Linked DNA regions of Mus musculus: all the other regions are linked to region 2. Evidence: chromatin contacts called from public HiCAR-type and HiChIP or PLAC-seq data. All regions are on one chromosome and are shown on one strand. The core of a region is the stretch at or near the end of the contact, and the rest is flanking DNA. Distances in the headings are between cores, read along the strand shown. Region 1 has its middle 24 kb from the start of Inhbb. Region 2 has its middle 22 kb from the start of Gli2. Region 3 overlaps Inhbb (inhibin beta-B). Region 4 overlaps Tfcp2l1 (transcription factor CP2-like 1).

The links. HiCAR-type assays count read pairs that join an accessible place to other places. HiChIP or PLAC-seq counts read pairs in DNA pulled down with a chosen protein or histone mark.
Region 1: an H3K27ac HiChIP or PLAC-seq map of embryonic stem cells shows a contact between it and region 2, with 3 times the contacts expected there. The contact joins two enhancer-like sites. A contact is called at or near these places in 1 of 484 Hi-C or Micro-C datasets (hematopoietic stem cells), 10 of 115 datasets of contacts at active chromatin or transcription factors (embryonic stem cells and oligodendrocyte precursor cells) and 1 of 9 other capture datasets (embryonic stem cells).
Region 3: a contact with region 2 is called in a HiCAR-type map of embryonic stem cells, with 4 times the contacts expected there. The contact joins two enhancer-like sites. A contact is called at or near these places in 3 of 39 promoter capture datasets (HPC-7-derived erythroid cells, the SN4741 cell line and embryonic stem cells), 1 of 15 datasets of contacts at CTCF or cohesin (embryonic stem cells), 28 of 484 Hi-C or Micro-C datasets (the AML12 cell line, the C2C12 cell line, Sertoli cells and 13 more), 19 of 115 datasets of contacts at active chromatin or transcription factors (SST interneurons, embryonic basal ganglia, embryonic forebrain and 7 more) and 2 of 9 other capture datasets (adipose tissue and embryonic stem cells).
Region 4: an H3K27ac HiChIP or PLAC-seq map of embryonic stem cells shows a contact between it and region 2, with 16 times the contacts expected there. The contact joins two enhancer-like sites. A contact is called at or near these places in 9 of 484 Hi-C or Micro-C datasets (cortical neurons, embryonic stem cells and nephron progenitors), 9 of 115 datasets of contacts at active chromatin or transcription factors (all in embryonic stem cells) and 1 of 9 other capture datasets (embryonic stem cells).

Annotation. Positions count from the first base shown.
Region 1 is chr1:119,396,573-119,399,272 of GRCm38.p6, forward strand. No RefSeq gene overlaps it. Among named protein-coding and RNA genes, the nearest start is that of Inhbb, 24 kb to the right of the region's middle. Within about 2 kb of position 1,434, at least 10 of the 459 cell types and tissues checked have an H3K27ac peak or open chromatin away from gene starts, as enhancers often do. A contact at or near this core is called in embryonic stem cells, where this site is marked.
Region 2 is chr1:119,073,832-119,076,531 of GRCm38.p6, forward strand. No RefSeq gene overlaps it. Among named protein-coding and RNA genes, the nearest start is that of Gli2, 22 kb to the left of the region's middle. Within about 2 kb of position 1,265, at least 12 of the 459 cell types and tissues checked have an H3K27ac peak or open chromatin away from gene starts, as enhancers often do. A contact at or near this core is called in embryonic stem cells, where this site is marked.
Region 3 is chr1:119,416,370-119,419,069 of GRCm38.p6, forward strand. Inhbb (inhibin beta-B) reads right to left here. Exons shown (of 2, transcript NM_008381.4): 2 at 1-1,728. The coding sequence ends at 953. Among named protein-coding and RNA genes, the nearest start is that of Inhbb, 4.5 kb to the right of the region's middle. Within about 2 kb of position 1,387, at least 3 of the 459 cell types and tissues checked have an H3K27ac peak or open chromatin away from gene starts, as enhancers often do. A contact at or near this core is called in embryonic stem cells, where this site is marked.
Region 4 is chr1:118,646,662-118,649,484 of GRCm38.p6, forward strand. The region is part of intron 2 of Tfcp2l1 (transcription factor CP2-like 1); the gene reads left to right. Among named protein-coding and RNA genes, the nearest start is that of Tfcp2l1, 20 kb to the left of the region's middle. Within about 2 kb of position 1,535, at least 44 of the 459 cell types and tissues checked have an H3K27ac peak or open chromatin away from gene starts, as enhancers often do. A contact at or near this core is called in embryonic stem cells, where this site is marked.

The DNA.
Region 1 (2,700 bases), core at 184-2,683, 320 kb after region 2:
CAGGCAGAGCGCTAGGGAGGCCTGGGTGAGAGGGGAGATTACAGACCAAAGGCGGAAGGAAGGATTTCCAAGGTCACAGAAGTTAGGCTGACTAGGGCCGTCAGGATGAGCGCACATTCATGATTAGGAGCATATTGTCAGATACCAGCCATCAATTATGAGCTGAGCTACTTTATGGCTCCACTGGGAAGAGGACCTCCCAAAATCCACAGCCTGACCACAGAGTCACCCCCTTATAACCAGTCCACCTGGGAAAGAGATGGTCACATCCCACCCCCACCCTCACCCCCACCCCCACCCCCATCCCGGGCAGCTTAGATTCCAGGCATACTCAGGAGGCTGACCTAATATGATATGAATCCCAGCCCTGCACTCTCCAGGGTTGAAGTCCTAAATAAAGAAGTCAGTTTGGGATCTGGGTCCAAACAGGACAAACTTAGTTCATCTGTCCCTATGTACAGAGATCAATACCCAACTTTCACCAACCACCCTTAGTGTGGCCCAAGACTCTGGGCTGACATTTCTCTCAGCATTTGGGTGAGTGACCCTGAAGCCAGACGTGTCTCCTGGATACACAGTGAGGGTCCAGGAAAAGAAGGGGCTTGGGGTTTCTGGTCACAGCTGGGGCAGAGAGAGACTAACAGAAGCAGCTTGTTTTATTTTGAGGCAAAGCTTCATTGAACCTAGGCTGGCCTAGCACTGTATAGGCAAGGATGGCCTTGAACTTCTGATCCTTCTGTTTCCATCGCTCACACTAGGGAGTGGCATGCTCCATCATGTCCAGTTTGCTCAATGCTAGCAACTGAACCTAGTGAGGTAGGCACTCTGTCAGCTGAGCTACCTCCTTATTCTGAGGAGCAACTTTAAACTTAGAGCACAGCCACCTGACCTCGTTTCTCAGAAGACTAGCTGAAGTCAGTAAAGCTGAGCAAGGCTTGGATGAGGGGATGCTACCTGGGACCACACGGCTAGCCACTAAGATGTCTTCCTCTTGGTCTCCAAGTGTCTGCCCCACCAGCAGGGTCCTGACCTGGCCCAGCCTAGCCTTGTTGATTGCAGAAGAGATCTGGAGTCTACCAAACCCTAGTGATGTTGGGATAAGATGACAGTTGGAACCCAACCCTGTACACCAACCCAAAGGAGTGACAGGCCTCAGACCACTGCAGAGGACCAGGGCGCACAGCATCCTGGGTGCCCACAGCAGCATTCCACCATACAGTCAGCCCTCCTGGGAGGTCTCTGGTCACACGGTGCACCCGACAGCTTAGACTCAGGAGACCCAAGAAGCTGACTTAGTACCATATGGGTGCCAGTCTGCAAGCCCTCAGGAATGCCCAAGTCTGTGTGTACCCGCAAAGTCAGGAGGGTGCGTGGAGAGTCAGGAGTGCTTTTGCAGCTCTGGGCCAGCAGGGGCCTTGGGAGCAAGGACCAGGGCAAAGGGGAGCCCACAGCTACCTTGGCCAGCCCCAGCCCAGCTATAGATTAAGAAGCCCCCTAGCCAGCCGCAAGACACAACAGAGATAAGGAGCTATCACATCACGGATGGAGCAAGGAAAGGCAGCCAGGGCAGGCTCGCTCCAGACTGCCAGCAGTCCCCTTGGGGGAGACAGGAATGACGCCCCCCCTTCCTTAGGAGTCAATGATGTGGAGTGACGGGAGTGACCCAGACACTTGGCCTTATCCAAATTCTATGCTCACCAAACCCTGAGCTGCTTAGACATAGGATAGGCAGGCACCTTGGGGTGAGCGAGTGAACTTCCAACTCAAGAAGACACAGCCTTAACTCAACCTTCAATCTAGGAAATGGCTGCAAAAAGGCAAAGTGCCTCAGGCATCGACTCCTAAGAGTGTGAACGCCCCAGCTTTCCCCAGAACCCTGTATCTGGGATTTTCATAGTTTGGGGGATTGAACTCAGGGCTTCGTGAATACTACCAACTAGTCACATCCCTAGTTCCAGTATTTTGGTTATGGTATCCCAAATTTTGCCCTTGCCGTGTACTCCCCAGAAACTCCCTGCTTTAGCTGAAGGACTCCCGGCCCTCCTTCAGGTCTTAGCCCAAGAGTTCCCTCCCCCAAGAGTCCCCTTGACTCTGACTCTCTCTCTCATTCTCTCTCTCCCCCTATTCCTGAACTTCCCTCCCAGTGGCTTCAGGTCCACACCAGCAAGGGCTGGCCAAGGATCAGGTCCCAGAAAACACACCCACACGCTAAATTGATGTGGAAGCCCATTTCCTTACACTAAGAGTTCCTTTTTCTTTCTAAGTAAAAAGGGCAGGTTGGAGCCAGGTGTGGTAGTTTACTATTGTAATCCTAGCATCTGGGAGATAGAGACAGGAAGCCCCAGAGTTCAAGGTCAAGAAGAGCAAGACAAGAAAAGAGTGGAGAAACCAGCCTGGCTCTACCAACACTTGCTGGCCGTGTGGGGTCTGTGGGCTGGGCCCTGAGGGAATCATTTCCAGGAGATTTCAGCTACCCCTGGGCTTAGGCTTTTCCACAGAATAATGGGATTGCAAATTTATTTGCAGTAAGATGAATTGCAGTCTGGCTGTGATGGTGCACATCTTTAATTCCAGCCCTCAGGAGACAAATGCAGGTGAGTTTCTGCTTCCAGAAAGTGACTCTGAGGGTAAGGGCTCTTGCCCCCGGCAAGATGTAAGTTGCATCCCCTGGTGAAAGGAGAGAATCTATCTACTCCTGCA
Region 2 (2,700 bases), core at 15-2,514:
ATAGTCCTCCCCCTCCTCCTCCCCTTTCTCCTCCTCTTTTCCCTTCTTTTTTCCTTTTCTTTTCTGACAGAGTCTCACATAGCACAGGCTATGTGACTTGCTATGTAGCCAAGGATGACCCTGAACTTCTGATCCTCGTGTCTCCACCTCCAGAACACGGAGATTACAGATCTGGACCACCAGGCTTAGTTTACGAATCTGGGTGTGCTGGGCCAGCATGCTACCACCTGAGCCACACCCTCAGCCCCACTTAGTTCTTTGTTTCGTTTTGGTCAGGTGATCTTCTCTACACATATTTTCTCTTGTTGCTTCTTAACCAGCTCCACTGCTGAAGTCATCTATGGTATCACGAAGGCGGCAGATGGCAGCCATCCACAATTGCAGCCCAAGGCTGGGCAGTACCCAGGATCTCCTTGATGTTCTAAAAAGTCCCGTGGCAGACAAAGTTTGGAGCTGTGACGAAAGGATGGGCCATCTAGAGACTGCCATATCCGAGGATCCATCCCATAATCAGCTTCCAAACGCTGACACCATTGCACACACTAGCAAGATTTTGCTGAAAGGACCCAGATATAGCTGTCTCTTGTGAGACTATGCCGCGGCCTAGCAAACACAGAAGTGGATGCTCACAGTCAGCTATTGGATGGATCACAGGGGCCCCAATGGAGGAGCTAGAGAAAGTAATCAAGGAGCTAAAGGGATCTACAACCCTATAGGTGGAACAACAATATGAACTAACCAGTACCCCGGAGCTCTTGTCTCTAGCTGCATATGCATCAAAAGATGGCCTAGTCGGCCATCACTGGGAAGAGAGGCCCATTGGACACGCAAACTTTATATGCCCCAGTACAGGGGAACGCCAGGGCCATAAAGTGGGAGTGGGTGGGTAGGGGAGTGGGGGGGAGGGTATGGGGGACTTTTGGGATAGCATTGGAAATGTAAATGAGGAAAATACCTAATAAAAATATTTTTTAAAAATGTCCTGTGGCTAAAGGACGGTGCAGCATCAGCTGGGCACTGTGGACAATCTCACCAAAAGTGCTATTTTCATTGTCTAATGGTTCTCTGCACCTTTCTTTCTGATGACCCGGGTAGAGGCAGACGATACTGCTCTGTCTGGGTCTGTCTGGGTCTGTCTGCTCTGGGTTGTCAATTACACATCATCAGACCTTTCCAGTCACTGGTTACCTTAGAGATGTTATCTCCCTCTCCCAGCTTAGGGTGATGACTCCCTCTCTTTACCCCTTCTCCACTAGGGGGCCCCATCTCTGCTTTCTCCTTCCCGGGTCAGCTGAAGTATTTGCCACTCCTTCCAGGAAGTCCCTGCCTCTAAAATGTCCTTCCCACCTTCCTTCTCAGAGAAGCCCCATGCCATTGAGCATACAGTTCCAAAACTTCCTTCTTCCTCAAAAGCTTTCCTTGGTGGCAATTCCACAGTAAGGCTATATACTTGCTGCTGCATCGCGTTTGACGAATCTGCTGGGGAGAGGTATTTAGGGTGTGTCTGTGTTTAGCCATACAGACACTTGCAAAGAACGTACTTTTCTGTGTAAATGAGGTCTCAGTCTGTAGCACAAGCTGGACTGGAACTCACTAACAACAACCTTCCTGCCTCAGCCTCCCGAGGGCTGGGGTTTCACAGCTACAGTACCATGGCTGCAAGACCATTCTTGGGTGCACAGATGTGGTAAGATAGTTCAGGACAGGACCTGAAGGTGGAGGCGTTGCTGGGTCGGATACCACAGGCAGGGGTTAATTTAGAAAAGCTGGCCCAGAACTGAGGGTGTGGCTCAGCTAGTGGGTCTCACCTAGCGAGCAGGAGGCCACAGACTAACTGACTGTGGCTGCGGTGCACTCCGGGAATCTTGGTATTTAGGAGGTGGAGTCAGGAGGATCGCAAGTTCAAGGTCAGACCTAGATCGAACTGAGGCCACCCTCTGCTACCTGAACAAGACAGAAAGGATGGAAAGAAGAGGAGGGGGAGGGGGAAAGGGGAGAGGAGGAGGAGGAGGAGGAGGGGGAGGAGGAGGAGGAGGAGGAGGAGGAGGAGGAGGAGGAGGAGGAGGAGGAGGAGGAGGAGACCTCAGGCAGAGAGCGCAATAAATAGGTTGGTGAGAGGGTGCTTCAAGTTAAAGCCAGAGTGAGGATGGAAAGTCGGTCCCCAGTGTCTTACAGCCAGCCCTGCCCCCTCCTTCCCTCTTCCTCTTGCTGGAACTCTTAGATCTTCCCAGATCCAGAAAGCCTTGTGGGGGGGGGCACACCCAAGATAGGGATTTGAGGGGAGGGGGACCCAAAGCCATTAGTGCTTAATTAAAAACCCTTTGTCTTGCTGACAGACCTGCAGGATTTCCTACCATGCAAACCTCAGATGTGCTCTGTCCTTTGGGGTGACACTGGTTGAGGCAGGTGCCCAGAGAATTCAAAAGATGGTAGGTGGGGGAGCTGAGGTCTCCGCATAACAAAACCTTGGCTTTTAAGGACCAACACTGGGGTATTTTCTAACCTCACTTATTCATTCCTTACTACAGCCCTTCCTACAGTGTTTTGTCTTGCTTAGTTTTTAAACTTAAAATTTGTAATATCTATCTATCTATCTATCTATCTATCTATCTATCTATCTATCTATCTACTTATTGTGTGGTTTGATGCATGCCATGACGCATGCGCAGAGGTCAAAAGACAACTTGTGGGATCTGGTTC
Region 3 (2,700 bases), core at 137-2,636, 340 kb after region 2:
TGCCAGTGGCCCTCCCCTCTAAGCATAACACCAGGAGGAAGTCCCCAGCAAAGGGCACCGATTGCAACATTTTTCTTTCCTTCTCACTTCGAATCGTTTGGCCTTTCCGCTTCAAAGGCCATAGCTGATAGGCTCTTTTCAATTCTGCAACTGGCACCAGTGACCTGTCAGTTGTTGGAGATGAATTTAAAGCATAAAATTAAGACCCTTCTTCTCTCCCTCCCCCAACACCCCCGAAAACAAACACACATACACACATATATAAGTCACATGGGGGACGCAAGTGACAGACCATCAAAGGGTCACTGTCCCTGCTCCATGGTCTCTGTGACAGGTGAGTCGCTCCTGGGCTACTTGCCCTCTCCAAGAACAGGGGTGGCACAGCTCTGCTGGCCTCAAAGCATGGAGGATGCCAGGCGGGCAGTGAGCAGGCAGGACTGTGCCAGGCGCTTCGGTGAAGAACCTGGGACAAGTCAGGGACACATGGCCCTCCACCCGCCTGTGCTCCCACCCTGCTTTTCCTCTTGGTGGCTCTCTGGCTCACTCTCTCTGTGTCCTCTGTCTTTGTGTGCTTTTATGTGTGCTCAGAAGGCGCAATTCAGAGTGCCCGGCCAGCTGGTGGGAATGGTGGCTGCTCACCCCATTCTTTCAGACTGACAGGCATTGGTGCCATTTGTCACCGCATCCGTTTGCTGGTATCCCAGAGGCTGCTGTGTGGGTGGCAGACTGCGTGAGTCTGGCTATGCGTGTCTATGTGTGCAGTTAGGAGTCTCTCGTGCCACAGAGGGATTCTCCCTCTGGTCCTGACTGGTTTTCTACAAAGCGGGAGAACATTATTTCAGGCCTCACCCTGGCACTCTTCACGGCCCAATGGAACAACCACACTCAGCCCACCTGCCTCTCCTGCTCCCTCAAAGACCCATGGGCCTGTGCTCCGCCCCCGTTGCCTCTGTCAGGCGCAGCCACACTCCTCCACGATCATGTTGGGCACATCCCGCTTGACAATGTTGTACTCGTCATCAAAGTAGAGCATGGACATGGAGCTCAGCTTGGTAGGGATGCAGCAAGAGTTCACGGGCCCAGGGTTCAGGCCACGCATGCGGTACTGGTTCACCACGGCTGTGTGGAAGGAGGAAGCTGAGCCAGGGACCCCGGCCAGATAGGCCGGGCAGCTGCCCTCACAGTAGTTCCCGTAGTAGCCAGTGGGCGCAATGATCCAGTCGTTCCAGCCGATGAGCCGAAAGTCGATGAAGAACTGTTGCCTGCAACAGAGGCTGGTCCGCCCATCACACTCTAGGCCCCGTTTGCGGATGCGATGTCTGCTATCGCCCAGGCGGGCCTGCACCACTACAAAGGGCCTGTGTGACTCCTCACCGGGGTCCACGAACACAGGCACCACGGCCAGCTCCTGGCAGCTGTCACACTGCACATCCAGGTTAAGGCGTCTCTCCCCTCGCTCAAACAAGGCCTGGATGGCCTCTGTGATGGGAAAGGTATGCCAGCCGCTACGTTTCAGGTCCACCTTCTTCTCCACCACATTCCACCTGTCTCCGTGACCCTGTTCTTGGAAGTACACCTTGACCCGTACCTTCCTCCTGCTGCCCTTCTCCAGGACATAGGGGAGCAGTTTCAGGTACAGCCACAGGCTGGCCTGCACCACGAATAGGTTCTGGTTGCCTTCATTAGAGACGAAGAAGTACAGGCGGACCCGGGAGGAGGCGAGGCCATCTGTGGAGACGGGGAAGAACAGGCCAAGTTAATTCCTGGAGAACACAAGGCAATAGGGAATGGACTCTGCTGTGTGAGGTTGGAATGAACATTCGCCACAGCTGGAAATTGTTACTGACCAGAAATACCATTCCTGGGGCCCAGGTTTCTGCCATGACCTGCCAGAGGCAGAAGAAGCACTTCCCATTGAGAAAACAGGTCTAGGGTGGAGCCAGAAGGTCCAGACCTATAAAAATCCTGCCTCACCTCTCCCAGGCCAGGGCTCCCTGGAGATCGGATTGTCTGGCCTCAAAGTTCAACTTGTCAGGAGGCCAAAATCTTAACACGTTGTTATGGGTCTCTGAAAACAAAACTAAGATTGCAGGGAGGATTTGGGGGTAGGTTATTTAAATGGGGCTTTTTCTTCTTCGTTGTCTTCTTTCTGGTTAACTTGGAGCATTGCGAAACCAAGCTGAGCCACCTACAGCCTCTTTCCAATGTTTACCTAAGCATGATCTGACCCAAGTCTCGGTGGGACCTCCACTGCAAACAGGCAAGCTCTGTATCCGAGTTTCTGAGTTTCTGACATACAAGTGTTGCATCCTGCATGCTGCAAAGGGCAGCAGCCCCTGTTTCTAAGGAGTTCCAAGGGACAGGATAGGCAGCCTTGAAAACTCAAGGTCCGATCCTTTGACCAGACCCTGACTCCCAGAAGGCAGCAGCTGGAGATCTCAAAGGTGTTGGTGGGGTTGTTAAGTCATATCAATAATTCAGTACAGCCAGAAGAATAGTTCTGCCAGATGAGAAATTATGTCCCTTTCTCACAGTACATTCCATCAGCCCTTCCCTCTGACGGTCTCTACCTATTCAGCAGGCATGGCTGGTGCTATCACACCTCCCACCAAGCCCCCCCCGCCCCGCCCTAGCCCCTTCCTCAGCTCTCACTGGCTCCTCTAATAACACTGACGTCTGACTTTGAAAAGGGGGAAACTG
Region 4 (2,823 bases), core at 285-2,784, 430 kb before region 2:
CTTATTGCTAAGCTGATGTGAGTCAGACTCTTATTTTTACTCACCATTTTTAAATCATTTCCGGGGGAATAAGGAAGATTCATGCTCTTCTCAGTTTGCCGGCTCCTTAGGGGGCTATGGTGGAATCGACTATGAGCAAGAAACTTGGGAAAGCTCTTCGGGGGAACAGGTAGGTGTTTTTCCTGGGACCTGTGGCTTTACCATTGATGTAGGAAGGACCTTCAGGGATACTGGCAAAATATCAAAGATTATATGAAAATTCATATTTTGGGCCAGCAGGGTAGTTCAAAAGATATAGGCGCTTGTGTTGTGCAGTTTTAAAAACACACTACAGCCTTTGCCCCAGAGCTGCGACCCTGCTACCAGCCCCTCTTGGCTCCTTCTTGTTTCTCCTGGCTTAGCTCTGGGATCCAGCTGCTAACACTGACCTGGTTTCTCTTTCCCACTGGAGGAGTTGTGTTACCGGCCCACTCCTGAGACCCTTGCATCCGTGGATAAAACACACACACACACACACACACACACACACACACACACACACACACACACACACACACACAGCTCTGTTACCTTTAGAATATGCCTCTAAAGGCACAAGTGCTGGGCACAGATACCTCCTGCCTGAAAATTCCTTGGCTCCTGCCCATAGCGGAGGCCACACGCCCAAGCTGCCCTGAGACCTTACATGACTACTGCTTTCTTCTCAGTCAAAGCATGTCAGAAAAGCCCACCACCCCTTTCCCTGCCTTTCCTTTTTCTCTGGGGACCTGGAAGTTCCAACTGTACCTTCTGTCCAGCAATTGCCCACCCTCTTCTTTATTGACAAGTCAAGAATCAATTGGAGAGCTAGACCCTAGCAACAGAACCTCCCCTTACATGCTTTTCATCATGCCTGAGTTCAATCCCAGAACATACATGGTATAGGGAGAGAACCCTGTCCCACAGGTTACCCTCTGACTGCCACCAGGAACCAGTAAAATGTTTTGTTGAAACTCAGCTGTGCTCTTTCCTGCTTGCGTGGTACTGAGATGCTTCCATATTCTAATGGCAGGGTCCTTGCCACTGGGACTTGTTACTGATTGTAGTTTCTACCTGAGCCTTCACAGGAACTTTGATACTGCCACAACCAATAGTGTGGGTTACTTTAAGGAAAAGAAGAAAAATGAGGTGTGTGTGTGTGTTTCACTACCCCTTCTGCCACTGTAAGATAGCAGGCAAAGCCAATAGAACCTAGACATTTGTTTTCTCCTTCTGGTGGTTTAGGCCCCTTTGGGCAGGCATGTTTCCAGTCATCCCATGGATGGAGGTATGGAGTCAGGCTGAACTTAAATTCTTCCAGAGAGTCCCCACGCCTCCTTGGCGGGACAGTACTTAGAGCCCTGGGATTGAAGAAGGAAGGGGTCAGCAGGGCTCAGCCACCCTTGTTTGAGAGAGTGGTGTGAGTCCTGACTCTGTTCTAGCCACTCCCAGGTCACCTTGGCTCCCTGGGCTGGGCTGGGAGTCACCAGCCAAGGGCTAGTTTACATCACAAAGTGACCTGGGGCTCTTTCCTGGCTTTCCTTTGGCAGGCCTTTAACAATCTGAAGTAGAGGGCTGGGCGGGCAAGTCTTCCCAGGGAATTTCCTTGAGGCTGTTTTCTGGTGTCACCTGACTGCCCTTTGCTTATCTACTTCCTTCTGCCAGGCTGGGATCCTCGGACCTCCCAGACTGCACCAGATTCCTTGCTAGGCAGTCACCCCTCCAAGTCTTAGAGTGTCAGAGTTGCAAGAGACAAACCTGGGTGGGAGACCCCACAAAGACAATGGTTCCCCACTGTCTTTTTATGGTATATGATTATGATTTACGGTGTGAAGATGTAATGCATGCTTTAAAGTATTGGTTCAGGTTTAAAAAGTGACTTGATTGGCTGAGACCTCGAGTGGCTACCAAGTTGGTTGGTAGAGTGTTCACCTACCCTGAACAAAGCCTGGGGTTTGCCCTCAGTATCCCATAACCCCTTAAACTGAGGGCGGTGGTGTCTGTGACCTGTAATCAAATGCCCTGGAGCTGGAGCAGGAGGATCATTCATTCTCCAGGTCATTATCAGGTGAGGACCCTGTGTCAGAAACAAAGCAACCCCACTTTTGTTTCATAGCTCTGAAATAAAAATTCTCATTTCCAGTAATGATTTTCTCCTCTCCATTATCAAATAATTGCTTAGTTGAAAAGATCTTAATACAGACATGTTGTAAGATTCTTGTGATAGCCTTAAGTACAAGCCTTCCAGATAGAAAAGGTGAAAAAGAATCACACATAACAGCCTGGCCCTTTCACCCTTTGTGTGTTTGAGTTTGTCTGGGGAACGAACCTCTGTGAGTCTCCACCTTAATCCAGTGGGGCTCCTGGTTTCTAGTTCTGCTGTTGGCTAGTTGAGAGACCTTGCTTGTCAAATCAATATCCCAGTAGTCTCCAGCACCACTGTGTTCCCATGAGTGAAGCTGCTCGTTAATGCTCTCCAGAGGAAATCCCCGGGCCTTGCTGCACTTTGCTTGGAGTTTCTGTCATGGTCACTCCTTCCTTCCCTTGACCACAGACACTCTATCTATTCTTCAGAGTTCTCTCCCATGCCACCTGCATGTGCCAGCCTGTTTCAGATGCCCTGTCCATTGTCAGGGTGGACCTAGCCTTCCCATCTCCTAGTCTACTAAGGAATTATTAATTCTGCTTCATCCTGTCCCTCTTTTGCTGACTGATACTCTTTCAGAGGACCCAGCACCCATAAAAGAGCCACACAACAGCCTATAGCTCCAGTTCCAGTGGCCCTAACACCCTCTATTGGCCTCT